2 separate regions of the Mus musculus genome follow, and region 1 is linked to region 2. A link is a contact called in public Hi-C data. All regions are on one chromosome and are shown on one strand. The core of a region is the stretch at or near the end of the contact, and the rest is flanking DNA. Distances in the headings are between cores, read along the strand shown. Region 1 holds the start of Gnb1l (guanine nucleotide binding protein (G protein), beta polypeptide 1-like). Region 2 holds the start of Dgcr6 (DiGeorge syndrome critical region gene 6).

Region 1 (7,767 bases), core at 363-2,862, 430 kb after region 2:
GCTTCTGCATGCATGTAATATGTGAGCTCTGTATGTGCTTAGTGACCGGAAACTAGAAAAAAATCATACATTGGAAGTGGAGTTATGGATATTTGTGAGCCACAGTGTAGGTGCTGGCAAACAGACTGAGGTTCTACGCAGGAGCCGTCAGTGCCTTCTCTCCAGTCTCTCAGTCAGCACTTAAAAAGAAGGCAATTCAGGTACATACTACAGCATGGATGAACCCTGAAAATATATGAAATTAAATACATTCACAAATGGACATTTCATGAGCACCAATTACATGGGGTACACAGTCAAATTCAGACTGCAAATGGTGGGAGCTCAGGGTTTGGAGACGAGGAGTCAGTGCTTAATGGATAGTTTCTAGTGTGATGAAATAGTTTTGGATATGGTGGCAATAGTTGCACAGCCTCGAGAATACATTTATTAATATTACTACTGAACTGTATGCTTTACAATGGTTACTATGTTAACTTTTGTCGTGGACATTTGAGGTGATGCCCTAAAATAAAACCCAAAAGGTGGCCGGGCGTGGCGCACACCTTTAATCCCAGCATTTGGGAGGCAGAGGCAGGTGGATTTCTGAGTTCGAGGGCAGCCTGGTCTAAAAAGTGAGTTCCAGGACAACCAAGGCTACACAGAGAAACCCTGTCTCGAAAAACCAAAAAAAAAAAAAAAAAACAAGAAAACCCCCAAAAGGCAGTTTGGAAAAAGGCCGACAGTTGGGTAGTCTTTTGCACAAGCCTGCTGTTCACTATTAACTGGCTAAAGCTGCTTGGGCCTGAGGGTGATTGGAATTCACAGAAACAACCCTTCCCTTAAGGGAGGAAGTTTAAATTATCAGGTCAATTAGAAAAGATACAACTGAAAAAAAAAAAAAAAAAGCTAAGTTTCATTCACACTTCAAGGAGGTGTTTCCTGGCTGGGTGCCACTTTTATTGCTTTTGGCCCGAGCTACTGAAAGGCCCACAGACCCTTGGAAGGTACAATGTGATCTTTGATTCCCCTTTCAAGGATCAAAGCCAGTGCGTTTGGGTGTAAATGCAGATAACATTTCAGAGATCTTTCATGAAAGGAGTCATCAGAGCAGGGAAAACAGGGAGGTGGTGTGTCATGTGTGTGCTTGCTTTCAGATGGGATGCAGCAAAGCCTTCTGTTCGTGGTCCAAGACCCATCTAAACACATGTCCTGGTTGTGGGATGGATGACACTACAAGAACACAGAGGAGCTACAGGGACAAGCCATGCATATGCATGTGAGGGGCACACAGGCTCATTTCCTGGCCTCTCTAAAGTGACAGTGCTGCGTAGCGCGCTAGCTTGCTTGCCTGTAGCTGCTAGGCATTGAAGAGGAGGGACAAAACACACACAAAAAGACAGACACTTGCCACTCAGAGAGAAATACTCCCCAGGCCCGAAGGCTCAGCAGCCACTCAGTACCGGAGGCCTGATGACGCCCTTAGCCTTTAGACCCAAGCCGGCTCTGGGTAGTCCTCCAGGACTCACAACGCATGAGAACCGCCCCCTGCCTGCTCCAGTGGGACCCAGGACCACCCAGCACCTGCGCACCGGGCCTCTCCACTTAGTACGGTGCGCGCGCTCCCATCAGCCTCCGCGCTGGCGCGCTGGCGCGGTGTGACCCTCTGCGAGATGGAGGCCTCGCTGTTTACGGCGCAGGCGCGGTGGGCCGAACGTGCGCGCGCAGCCCCGCGGGAAGGCTAACTTGGGGCGTGCGGAGCGCCAGAGCCGGTACGTCGGGGGTGGCCGCGCACGCCGAGGGGGCGTGGCCGACGAGGTGGCAGCAAGACCCTCGGGTCCGGTTGCGTTAGGCTCGGATCTTCGCGGCGGGGTCTGTGTGGAGGCGTGAGGTGGGGAGCCGGCGTAGGGGCCCTGTCTTGAAGAGTCCCGTCCCCGCTCACCTGATCTCGCTCTTCCCTTTGCAGGTGGCGGTGGGATCCTGCCCTCGGAAGAAGCCCCTCTGCCTGGTGTTCTCCAGCGGAGCCTCTGATCCTGGCGGCCCCTCCTGGCGCAGTCCTAGGTAGGTGGACTTAGTTGTCCCGGAGCTTAAGAGCTGAATGTCCTGCATGGCGTTTCTGGCGGGCGGGCGGTGCAGGTAGTCTGTCCTCCACTCACATGGTGGCTTTGGGCATGTTCTGTTCCCGGGTCTCCTGGGTCTCGGGAGCAGAGAACTTCGGAGGAAGAGTACCGTGCGCCGCGGCCCTGCGTCTTCTTCTAGATTGTTGTCCAGCCCGGGAAAAGGAACGAAATTACCTAGTGCCAGGCAGGGAAGGCGGAGAGAAGCGAGAGAATTCAACAGACAGGCATGCTGAGGGCATGAGACCTCAGCATGGGATGGATGATCATGAAGCTCAAAAAGCTAGTGACTATCTCAGTAAGGAAGCAGCAGAAGTTGACTGCTCGCGCAGGGGTAGGGGCTCTTTTCCTAGGTTGTCAGGGGCACTCAGGTAGGCAGATAAAATCTAAGGTTCGAAGTTGGGGCAAGAGGTCTTGGTGGCACATGGGCTCTGGGCATGCAACATGGTGTTTGTGGGCAGCCTAACTTTGGGGAGTGGGGCCTGGCTTGTGGGAATTACTCACTGAGAGACTGGGTCTGGCTGATAATTATGGTGGGAATCCCAGGTCAAGGGCTGGGCTTTCAGGTGTGAGTCAAGGGTCTACCAGAGATGTTCTGAAATGCTTGGGTGGTAGAAGTAGGTACTGGGGGTGCTGACAGCTGAGTGTTACAAGCCAGTTGGGAGGTGCTGGTGAAAGATGAACCTTGCTATGCCTTTTTGGAGAAACTGACTCTGGATTTGGGGTAAACACATGGAAAGCCAGGTGTGAAGGCATGTGCAGAACTTGGTGCTCCTAGGAGAGAGTTGCGGAGAATTGGGCTAGGTGTATAGGGATGAAGAGAGTTGAGAGGAGCTCTCCAAGTGGTGGGCTTCCCTCCCTAGAGAGATTGGAGCAGAGTGTGAGAGTCCAGGTGGGTTCCTTGTCCTCCTTCCTTGCCTGGCCTCTGGTGACCATAGCTTGGAATACAGATAGATCCAACCACAGAAGGCACTTTCCAGGCTCAGCCTGTGTGCTGGAGGTCACAGGAGGAGGCCTCCAAGTGGAATCAGAATTTCACTTGTGGAGGTGAGGGTGCTTGGCTATTGACTGGGATGAAGACGAGGGACAGGTGCTCAGGATTGGGTAGCTTTGCCTGCAGGTGGTCTCTCTGGAAATGCTGGGAGCAGGAGGAGACAGATAAGCAAGACAGTTTTGTAATGCCTCTGTCTGCCAGGTGTGCCTGGTGCTGTGTGTGCAGGGGTGTTTTGGTGTGCTCTGTTCTTATTAGTTTACAGTGCTGAGGCAGCCAGAGCCCACTCACTCCACTCTGAAGTAGTAGAAGGGTAGTCCGTAACCTTCAAAGTGATCTGTGGCTAAGCTCGTCTCTGCAGCCAGGTTCTGTTCCTCTACTATCATTTACTAGTTGGTGTGTGACTGCATACACATCACTTTGCCGTTCTTCTTGCCAATGATAATAGTACCCAATTTGTGGGTGGTGTGTGGTCAGCATTCAGTACAAATGGGACAAATGACAGTTGCTGCTGTCATTGCCCCAAAATTCCCTGATGTTCTGATCTGGATTGACAACATCTGTCATTACACCTTGGAAGTTGTAGGCAGCATTTGTCTTATTTCCAAACTCCAGGGCCAGCCTCTGGTCCCTCCCCCAATTCAGAGCAGTTAGTCGGGTCCCTTAGGGTTTTCTGCCCGCTGCCTCCTCCTGCCAGTCAGAGGTGATGGTTGAGCCTGGTCCCTGCTCTTCCTTACCTTGTTTTTGGACAGATTTCCTTGGATGATGGCCTGCATCTGACAGTCCCTCGACTCTCACTGCCTCAGCTCCCCTGGTCCTCGACATTTACCTGGAATGGCATTCTGCCACACCCTGCCCAGCTGCTTCTTGGCCTATTGTGCTGTGCCTGCCTCTTCTGTCCACACCAGGTCTTCTATGGGCCCGTCCTTCCTTCGCTCCTGGCAGGCTTCGTGGCAGGTACCATTGGCAGAGCCCTGGCAACCCTGTCCAGATGGCAGCCAGTTTCACCAACGCACATCCTTGGCAGCAGACGATGGGACTTCACGACATGATCCCTTGGCGGATTCCTGGTCTGAGAGGCCCTCCTGTGGGAACCCCACATGTGTATGCATCACCGTGGAGTGGAACAGTGGAATTAATGACTCTGCTGCCAGTAAGCCTGCAGAAAGGAGCCCTCCAGCTGGATGCATACCAGACCCTTGGCCACTCAGGACAGACTTCCACTGGGTTCCTGGCTCCAACCTGGAACCTTCGATGGCTCTCCACGACTACTAGACTGCTTTTTTGGCTCAGCTGGGTGATTGTATGTCTTCCACTGTGAACACTATTAGGACAATCTCAGCTCTGTCTGTGAGAACCTCAGTTGACTGATAGGCCTGGCTTGGGCCTGGCTCGCTCCCTACCGAAATAGGTACCTTGCCTGGCGATTATGAACTCTTCTGCCAGGATCTCGAAGAAGTTATTCAAAACAGTTTTGTTGAGTACCATGCCACTGTCTCCTGCCTTCCACATCAAGCCAGCCACCAGTGGCCCCACGGCAGCCCACAACTAAGCACAGCTGTGCTTAGTTAGGTGTGCTCAGAAGCCCTAGCATGGGAACTGAAGCCTGCCTTAGCTGCTCCCTCCAAACCCTGCTTGGTTGAGGTCTAACCCTATATCCAGGAGCACCTGGCCAAGGAGAGCTCCCCTGGACCCCGAGAGTCCCTGACCCAGTCTAGTTTTGCATTTAGTCTTTATTGTAATGCTGTGAGGCCAACTTGTCTCCCATCTAAAGGAGGCAGCCCCCAAACTTGTTTCAGTATCTTTAAAATCTGTTAACTCCTCTTCTTGGAAGCTAGAATCAGCTTATCTGAGGAACTTAGACCCTCAGAAAACAGAGAAGAATTCTAAAACATAAGGAGACTGAGAGTTGTAGCTAGGTATCCCATGGTGGGTGAACAATGTCCCAGACATCCCACAAGAGCCACCCTGTTCACTACTCCTTATCCCTGTGTTCTGAGCATGCTCTAGATGTACAGCAGTGCCCTTTGAGATGAAGTGCTGTGCAGAGTGAGGGAGTCCCCCAGCTCCTAGACAGGACAGTGCTGTCTACAGATGACTCCACCTACCCTGTGGCTGGATAGATAGACAGAAAGGTACATAAGCTCTCCCTGCTCCTACTGGGATGTGGGCTTGTTTTGGGCTCCTAGCTGAGTTCCTGCCCCACACCTGGAAGTGTTGTTTTACTTGGCCAGTTTTACAGGAATCAGCCACCATCAGATTATTTATAGCACTGTGTCCAGATGCAGCCCCCACACATAACCTTGGTGTTTCTCTGCCCTGCTCTTGGTGACTTCTGATGCTCGTCTACAATGGAAAGAAGGCTGTTTGAAGGAAGCCAGTGCTCTTTTTAAAATATTTTTGTTGGTTTGGCTTTTTTGTTTTTGAGACAGTGTTTCACTATGTAGTTTTTCCTGGTTTGGAACTTGATATATACCAGACTGGCATTGAACTCTCAACCCCGCTGCCTCTGCCTTCTGAGTGCTGGAACTAAATTTTCTTCCTTTTTTTTTTTTTTTTTTTTTTTTTTTTTTTTTTGGTTTTTTGAGACAGGGTTTCTCTGTGTAGCCCTGGCTGTCCTGGAGCTCACTTTGTAGACCAGGCTGGTCTCAAACTCAGAAATGAGCCTGCCTCTGCCTCCCGAGTACTGGGATTAAAGGCGGTGCGCCACCACGCCCGGCTATTCTTCCTTTTTAAAAATGGTCTATCTATGGAGTATAGTATAATTGGATATATAGATGTATAATGATCCTATCTGGTAATTACCATTTCCTTTTCTTAAGTGTTGATAATTTCTTTGTATGGGATGGTATTTACACTCCTCTCATGGTTCCTTATAAAAGATGAACTCTGTTATTGCCAACTCTTACGCACACATGTGTGGTGGAAGGTATCCAATACTCCTGTCTCTTCCTGGTCTTTCCTGTCTCGTTACCACGATCTGCCTTCTGCTTCCATCAGATCAACTCGGAGAGCTTTCACATACAGATGCAGATGCATGTGGCATTTGTGTCTCTACCTGTTTAATTCACTTAACAGTGCCTTTGGTTCCATGTTGCTTGGATTTTTGTTTGTTTGTTTGTTTTTGTTTTTGGATTTTTTTTTAATGGTTAAATAACCTATTGTATGTATATACTGACTTTAAAAAAAAACACCAAACGTACCTGTTACTGCATACTTTGGATTTCATTTTTTCTTTTTTTGTTTTTGTTTTTTTACGGGACAGGGTTTCTCTGTGTAGCCCTGGCTGTCCTGGAACTCACTTTGTAGACCAGGCTGGCCTCAAACTCAGAAATCCACCTGCCTCTGCCTCCCAAGTGCTAGGATTAAAGGCATGCCCCACCACGCCCAGCTTGGATTTCATTTCATGTAAGCAGTGCAGAAGCAACCATATTCATCCTTCTGAGGGATAAGATGACATCTTGGCTGAGAACCACACTTCCTGTGGCTTATTTGAAGCCTTGGGCAGCTGGGAGGTTTGAATGCAGGAGGGTAGGATCTAAGCCTCTTGCTAGGTTCAACTCTAGTTGTTGCCGTTTTCACAGGGCTACATTCTCACTATACATGGTTATGCTGAAAAAAAAGCCCCTACCCCACCCCCGCTCTGCAGAGTATGCACACACACACACACACACACACACACACACACACACGCGCGCGCACGCACGCTCTCGCAGATTGAGTCTCAATGTCAGGGTTCCTGGAAGCATTGCTGATCTCAATAAACACGAGTTGACTTAACTGCTGAGTGTATGGTGGCTGCTGACAGAGTCTTGTTTTGTGAACAGAAATTCTGTACTCATTCTGTCAGCAGAGCCCAGCTGAGTGTCACAGGTGTGCAGTGGTAGTTCCCAGTGGAGCCTATGAAGGTGAGAGGGTCTGGTCAGAAGAGCTGGGGCTAGAAGGGGAAGGAGTGCCAGGTGTTGGGTGGCCTGGGGATCTGACTTCTGAGAGCTTAGGTAAAGAGAGGAGCAGGTAGCAGATGGGAATGTGAGGCCTCGGCTCGGAATGAAGAAAGACCAGTTCTGTACAAGGGTGAGTTTTTAGTGAGAGCTGAGCATGCAGGCTCCTTTGAGCCAAATTGATCTGAGGACAGGATACCGCTGTCCAGTATACAGAATGTGCCTACTTGGAAGTGCTTAGACGAGAGCATCACTCTTTCAGTTTTACCGCTGTGGAAGCAACAAGAGGAAACTTTACTAGACGTTTAATAGAATCCTAGATTGGAAATACAGCTGGCTACTTTAGGAGAGGCCATGATGAGCAAACATCTGGTGAGAATTGGAACAGGTTGTTGCATTGTTTACTTACTAAGAGATGTTTTGAGTCTAGGTGGTTTATTTGTGAATTATTTCAAAGCACAGACCCTGTGTACATAAAACAGCTAGGAATGTTGCTGACAGAAATGGTCTTGTAGAGCACTAGGCTTCTATTCCAGTTTGCCCAGCTGCTCATGGCTAGAATGGACTGCTCTCTCTTATTCTTTAATTGACTGTGGCTGGGCCTGCCTTGGACTCTGGTAGTGGACCCTGGAATGGCTCTCTGGGATGATTTGTCTAATTACTCACTGGCACTTGCTGTGTTGCTGGCTCCTAATGCATCTGTCTTCCCCTCTACTTGAAATTGCCATTACTCTTGCTG
Region 2 (7,119 bases), core at 2,613-5,112:
AAGTCTTTCTCAGAGATGATAATATGCTTTGTTATTCACACACCAAGCTGTTAAAGAGAGTTAAAAAGCATATCCCCAAAGTATGTATTATGTACACCACACATAGCTAAATACAGTGTTCCTCTGAGATAACAACAGCACCTAAGTCAGCTAAGTCTAGTGGTGCTCACTGTGGGAAACTTGTAGACACAGCATCGCCTCAAGTCAGTGTTCCACTCGCACAGTCTTGTATATGAAGACTTCGTACCCACACCACCTTCTGTGAGGCTGGTTTTATAGAGAAAGTGCAATATAAAGTCATTCACAAATCTGCCCCTTAATAAACACAAAGATGAGACCTGTATGGATAGACAGTGTCAGATGGACAATGCTAAGCATTCATGGGGATGAAGTGAGGCTTCCTGACCAATGTGGCAAATGCTGCTAAGTACAGTATTTGGAAGGCAGAGGCCCGAGGATCTCTGTGAGTCTCAGGCCAGCCTGGACTGCATAGTGAGTTCCAGGACAACCAAGGCTATACACAGAGACCCTGTCTTATAATACATAGACAGACAGACAGACAGATAGATAATGCAGTACTGGAACCCTATCTTTCTAAGCACAGTGTTTCAATCTCAATCACTCATGTACTTAAACACAGATTAAATATATTTATAATGCACATACATATTTGTATATATATATATATGTGTGTGTGTGTGTGCTGATACCTCACCACACACACACACACACACACACACACATAGATGACCAATGTCTTACACACAGTGTATGCTGCTGAACAAAATGATTCATAGATTTAACCTGCACCCAGTCATTCAGGAAGTCTGATGTTCTCAGTACAGAGACCAGTCTTATGTGCACAGCCCAACAATATAGCACGACTTGCTTTCCAATACCTTTGGCTGCTGTATGGTATTTCATAATCCACAGTGACCAAGTGTGCCTCTAGTCTCCACAGTCCCATCAGCAGCTGTCCTAATGCACCTGCTCTGCTGTCACATGACAACACAGTCTAAGTGAGTGGTGAGTGTATCCTCTCCCATAAGCTGTGTGACACATATGTGACATGAATAGGATGAATGTCCCCTCTTTAAGTCACTGCAGGGTTTGGTATATGCCACAGTGACATAGTGCATCTGAGGTTTATGATCTTTGATGTTACATGACATCCTCAGTAACACTGTAACATGAATCAAGGTCTGGTCCATCTGTGAGCTCTTATAATTATTAGATAAGTATTATATATTAGATGTGTTATGTAGTGACACAAACTGACAAAAAAATGTGCCTCAGTTGTCATATATCATATGTAACATGGTGCAAGCCAATTTGAGCCTTCTCTGAGCTGTTGGGTAGTACCATGTATTACACAGTGACATGTGACTGATGCCTCTCTCTTCTCAGCTGATATATATATATATATATATATATATATATATATATATATATATATATATATTTAGAGAGAGAGAGAGATCTCAGGCCTGTATTCCATCTTATATTGTACATGACATTTTATATAGGTTGAAGGCCCAGACCTGATATGCTTACAGCCTCCTTGGTCTAACAGCTGAGAAGAAACACATTCCTTATTCTCATAAGGACAGATTGCAGCCCTGGCATCACAATATCACAGGTGACATCACCTTATCCCTATGGCAGACTGTGGCTCACTGTCTGCATGCCATCTCTGGACTGCCATACTAAGCAACAGGGAAAAAGCTATTAACTCTGGCCTCCACTCCTGATCATCTTAATGTGCCACATATGCACAACGGCCTGATGTGACACAGCACAGTGCTCTCTAGTCTCCTCTGGGTCACTGTGGAGAATCATTACGTAATATGGCAGTCTCCATCCATCCTCCCAGCTGTCATACGATGTCTTACATGATTTAGTGACATGATATGTCAGAGGCATGTATCTTCCATTAGCTGTCATGTGATATCACAGATGGCATGGTACCATGGTTGCTCTAGCCTTCATCCTTCTCAGCTGTCATAGGCTGTAATATGTGGCCTACGGGACATTGTGGGGTACACACTAATACTATGTGTTTCAGGCATGTGTCCCTGTTTAGGATCTGTTTGTATCCTAATTGGTGTGCTAAAAAGATGTTCAAGGATTGCTCACACTCCAATATCCAGAGTTGAGTATGTGAACAATTAATGACTTTCTTTTGGAGCCAGGGTCTACTGCATCTCAGGCCAGCCTGGAACTCACTATGTAGCCAAAGATGCCCCTGCGCATCCGACCATGCCTACAATTCCTGAGTACTGGAATCACAGACATGCGCCACCATGCCTGGTTTCTGTGATACTGCACATAGAACCCCACTGCATCTTGAATGCTAGGCAACGCTCTACCAACTAAGCTACATCCCCAGCTGCAGATCGTGACTTTTAAATGTCTGATTTAAATGATTCACCATAATTTGGTATACTGTCAACATTAAATTACAGTTACTTTGGAGTATATTTATTCATGCAAATTATTTCTCCATGCACAGGTGTTTCAGAGGCTTTTCTATTGCTGCGAGGACACCATGAACAAGGCAACTTACAGAAGGGTTTGTTGGGGGTCTTACAGCTTCAGAAGGTGACTCCAGGACCACCATGGTAGAGAGCATGGCACCAGCCAGGTAGGCAGGTATGGCCCTGGGGAAGTAGCTGATAGCTTATATCTTAATTCAAAAGCATGAGGTGGTGCTGGTAGTGATGAGACAAGAGAAAGAGACAGACAGACAGACAGACAGACAGACAGACACACTCACACAGAGAGACAGAGAGTCAGAAAGAGACAGACAGAGACACAGAGAGAGAGAGAGACAAAGAGAGACACAGAGACAGAGGTAGAGAGACATACAGAGACAGACATACAGAGACAGACAGACAGACAGAGAATGTATGGATGGTGTATGTTTTAAAATCTCAAAACCAGCCCTCAGTGACACTCTTTCTCCAATAAAGCCACACCTCCTAATCCTTCCTTAGTAATTCCACCAACTGGGGACCAAGTTTCCAAATATCTGAGGCTATGGGGTCATTTGCATTCAAACTTCACAAGGTTTCTTCACTGTAATTTATGTTACCCAGATCTGAATTCACTACTTCAGAGCTTATCGTGGCAAAAGGGAAAACAAAAAGAAAGTAACCAGGATGATTCAACAGAGTTATATTTTTAAAATAGTAATAAAAGGGAAAAAGATGGCACATCAGGGAATGTAATTTTTATTTAAAAAAACGCTGTAGGAAGGTGTCATTTCTCTTATTCATGCTGCAAACTAAATTATGAATGTGGACACTGTCAGGGGCTGGGGCTGGCTCAGTAGGTAAAGGACTGTTGAGCCAGCATGAATTCAACTTCACAAGACTCTTTTCTCATCTACTCTCCACTTCCAGGCAGTCGCTGAGGTTTCCTTGTGGGGGTGGGGTATCCTTTAACGCTAATAAAATTGTCCTAAAGTCTTTTATTAATGAGAATAAGAACCCTAAAGAGAAGCTGGCTCTCCTCCGTACTGTTTTCCTGAGGTCCCCCAGGGTGGATCACAACCCGCTGGGAGTGTCCAGCTTCCAGTGGCCTCAGTCTGCGCACACTAGGCGCAGGCCAGACTGGCTTCTTTAAAACACCCAGCAGGCCAGAGTTGCTTCTTTAAAACACCAGAATGCAGAGCCCTGGGCGCGCACCTCCAAGGTCAGCACCACTTGGGAGCTCAGCGAGCCCCTATTTCTTCTCCCTAGGACAAAGCGCTTACAAGCAGTCTCCCTGGTGGGTGGAGCGCGTCTTATTGTGCCTGACGCACCACGGTGAACGGCCGGAGACCGACCGGAGGGGCGGGGCGCATGCGTCGTTCGCGCTGGAGAATGACGTGAGGGGGCGGGGCGCGCCGGGGCACCCTAGGAGACCGAGTAGAGGGGCGGCGGGGGACCGCGCGGTAAACCGCGCGATGGACCGCTATGCGGCCGCCGGGGATGAGGCGGCGGATCGGGCCCGGCAGCAGGAGCGGCACTACCAGCTGCTGTCAGCACTACAGAGCCTGGTCAAGGAGCTGCCCAGGTGCGCGGCGACGGGCGGCGGGAGGACCGGGGCCGGGGCCGGGGCCGGAGCCGGGGCCAGGGCCGCGGCCGCGCTCACCCGGCGATCTACCCGCAGCTCCTTTCAGCAGCGCCTGTCCTACACCACGCTCAGCGACTTGGCCCTGGCGCTGCTCGACGGAACGGTGTTTGAAATCGTGCAGGGTCTTCTGGAGATTCAGCACCTCACTGAGAAGAGCCTCTACAACCAGAGACTGCGGCTGCAGAACGAACACCGAGGTGCAGGGGGCGACGGGACCTTCCCTAGGGCGTCCCTAGCCGCGGGAGCCTCGGGTCAGGGGGTGCAGAGCCATGCTGATCCTTTTAGTCTGCTGTCCAGAAACTTCTTACTCGCGTTCCCTAGAGTACCCACATCCTCCTAGGCTTGATGGACCTCGCTGCTTGTAGGTCTGTTGATAGCTGTGTGCTACCACAGAGATAATCCATTATTCCAGCACCTTCCCATTGAGTATCAGGCTTGATCACCTCCTCCTATAAATTATACTAGGCATCTTCCGTTGTACCATCAGATCTCCTTTCCATTTTATTTGTTCAAGCTTGACTCGGTTCAAACATTTTAGGAAAGAATAGTGTGACGATGTCCCCATGCTACGTTATAGATCTTTGGGCTTTGTTATTGCTTTGGATTTTGAAACTGAGGACTGAACCCAGGGCTTCTCACCTGCTAAGCAGGTTTTCTATATTGGGCTACATTTACATGCAAACATACTCTGCCTTTCTGGCAATGCCTGTGTGCTGCCAGACAGGATTTTCCCATTAGAGATAGGTGTTGGATTTTGTTGAAATCTTTTGCAGTTCCTGTGGAGATGATCAGATGGTTTTGCTGTTACTCTCGTGAGACATTGATTTCTAAATCCCAGAAAGGAATTGTATTCTAGGAATGCATCTTGTAATATTTGTGTGGGGATGAAGGTAATGCCTCAGAATGTGTTGAGAAGTCTCTTGTTCTCCGAGAGCTTTAGTTCTTCACCAAATGTTTGAGTGGCTGTGCTTTTTCTTTTTTTTTTTTTTTTTTTTAATAATTTTTTTTTTTAGATTTATTTATTTATTATATGTAAGTACACTGTAGCTGTCTTCAGACACACCAGAAGAGGGCGTCAGATCTTGTTACGGATGGTTGTGAGCCACCATGTGGTTGCTGGGACTTGAACTCCGGACCTTTGGAAGAGCAGTCGGGTGCTCTTACCCACTGAGCCATCTCACCAGCCCGGCTGTGCTTTTCTTTATTCTTTTTAATGTTTTGATGGAGGTATGTGGTATATCTAGTTCACAAGCCTAAAGTACACGACTAAGTTCATTCTTTTCCATTTTGGTTTTCCGAGACTGTTCCTCTGTGTTGTCTAGAGCTGGCTGTCCTGTCTCAGCCTCTCCAGTGGTGAAATTCCAAGTCTGGGCCAGGCCCTACCTTGCTCATCCTTTCCAGTAAGCAGGAGGAGGCTTTGTTCCTTCTGTTGCTTCCACCATTCTTCCAGCACTTGCTTCCATCACCAGGAAGGAAAGACACCACTGACTTCTTCTTCCCCTGATTTCACTGTGGAGCTGCTCATCATCCTATAGAGCCCTTTTGGGTGGGATGTTCTTGGTACCTGCTTCAAGCCTTTGCTAGTTGTCTTTCAGAAGGCTTGAACTAGGCTGATACACCTGGCAGTGAGTGCCTCTGCTGCCTTCAGCCAGATACAGAAGGTGGTGGCTGGCATGGGCCACCTTGCTGTCCTTGGACATTACCATGGCCAGGTCCCTAGTGAGCAGGGAGCCAGTGTGGACTCTGGGAACTGACCTGGGATGTTCTGCAGTATTGGATAAGTGGACTGAAGGAGATGATGTCTCACACATGTACCTGCTGCCCCAAGCCTTCTGACTACTTCATATTCACTGCAACCAGACAAGCAGGCCATCTCTTCTTTGCCCTTGTGTTGATGAACTTATGATAGACTAAGTCAGTTTCAAACAGCAATGATAAATGGTATCACTGGGGTACATAAAATGCCAAGACCTAGGGGAGGCTGTAAGCACTGCCGAGGCTGTCAGATTTAAGGGAACCCCAGGGACCCTTCTGAATAGAGCTGTCCCATGAATCTCCTCTAGGAATAAAGGTGTTGGCTTTCTCAGAGCCGGCCAGCCACACTCGTGTTTTTGGGTGTGGTGCGCTCCGTTTTGTGATAGTGAGTACTTAGCACCCTGTGCTCCCTTCTCTCTCTGCCCGTTAGGGCATGTCTACGTGTGTGGCAGTTTACCAGGGACTGGGTACTTTGCTTGCTAGCAGAGGGTAAGGACTTCCCAGCACAGAACCCTGTAGGCTCACAGTATGTGGCTTCACCTCCTGGCTGCCAAGCAGGGGCTGCTCTGCTTACCCATAGGGTAGCACCAAGCTTGATTCAACACACTGCACCACTGGCAGACAGAGCCCCCTTCCTCCTTGTATGGGCTTTGAGCTCTTGAATGCTTAAGTACTCACCCAGAGTCCCTGTGTGATATCCTTTGGAGGATGTCCAAGAAAGCTAGAACTGGGCCACCTGAGACCAAAGGCCACCTGCCTCAGGCACCTGTCTGCCCCCTGTTCCTGCCCTGGTTGTACTGAGCTCTGATCTTTGCTATACCTGCCTAACCTACACAGCCCTGTCAGCACCGTGGAGGTAAAGGAGGGTGCTGGTTGAGAGCAGTCCTTGAGGGACTAAAACTCCCCACAGCTTTCTGGGAAGTGCTTCCTTGAACTAGACCTCTCACCCAGCTGCCCCTGTCTTCCCAACACCTGCTTTTGCTGATGGACCTCTCTCCCTTCCTCACAGTGCTCAGACAGACTCTAAGGCAGAAGCACCTGGAAGCCCAGCAGTCCTGCCGGCCCCACAACTTGCCAGTGCTCCAGGCAGCTCAGCAGCGTGAGCTGGAGGTAGGAGTTGGGACTAGATGGCTAGGCCTGACTCCTCATGGGTACTAGCTGGCTCAGTGGCGGGGCTGAGGGTGGTCCAAGGCAGAGCTAATGGGTGCTGAAGGGTTGGTGAACTCATGACTTTTTCCCATGGTG

The links. Hi-C and Micro-C count contacts between places; a contact is called where the count stands out from the background.
Region 1: a Hi-C map of CD4 T cells shows a contact between it and region 2, with 5 times the contacts expected there. The contact joins the promoter of Gnb1l here to the promoter of Dgcr6 in region 2.

What each region holds. Positions count from the first base shown.
Region 1 is chr16:18,497,101-18,504,867 of GRCm38.p6, forward strand. It overlaps Gnb1l (guanine nucleotide binding protein (G protein), beta polypeptide 1-like), which reads left to right and starts at 1,613. Exons shown (of 8, transcript NM_001081682.2): 1 at 1,613-1,751; 2 at 1,946-2,040.
Region 2 is chr16:18,062,541-18,069,659 of GRCm38.p6, forward strand. Dgcr6 (DiGeorge syndrome critical region gene 6) reads left to right here and starts at 3,863. Exons shown (of 5, transcript NM_001289814.1): 1 at 3,863-4,059; 2 at 4,156-4,316; 3 at 6,884-6,984. The coding sequence starts at 3,950.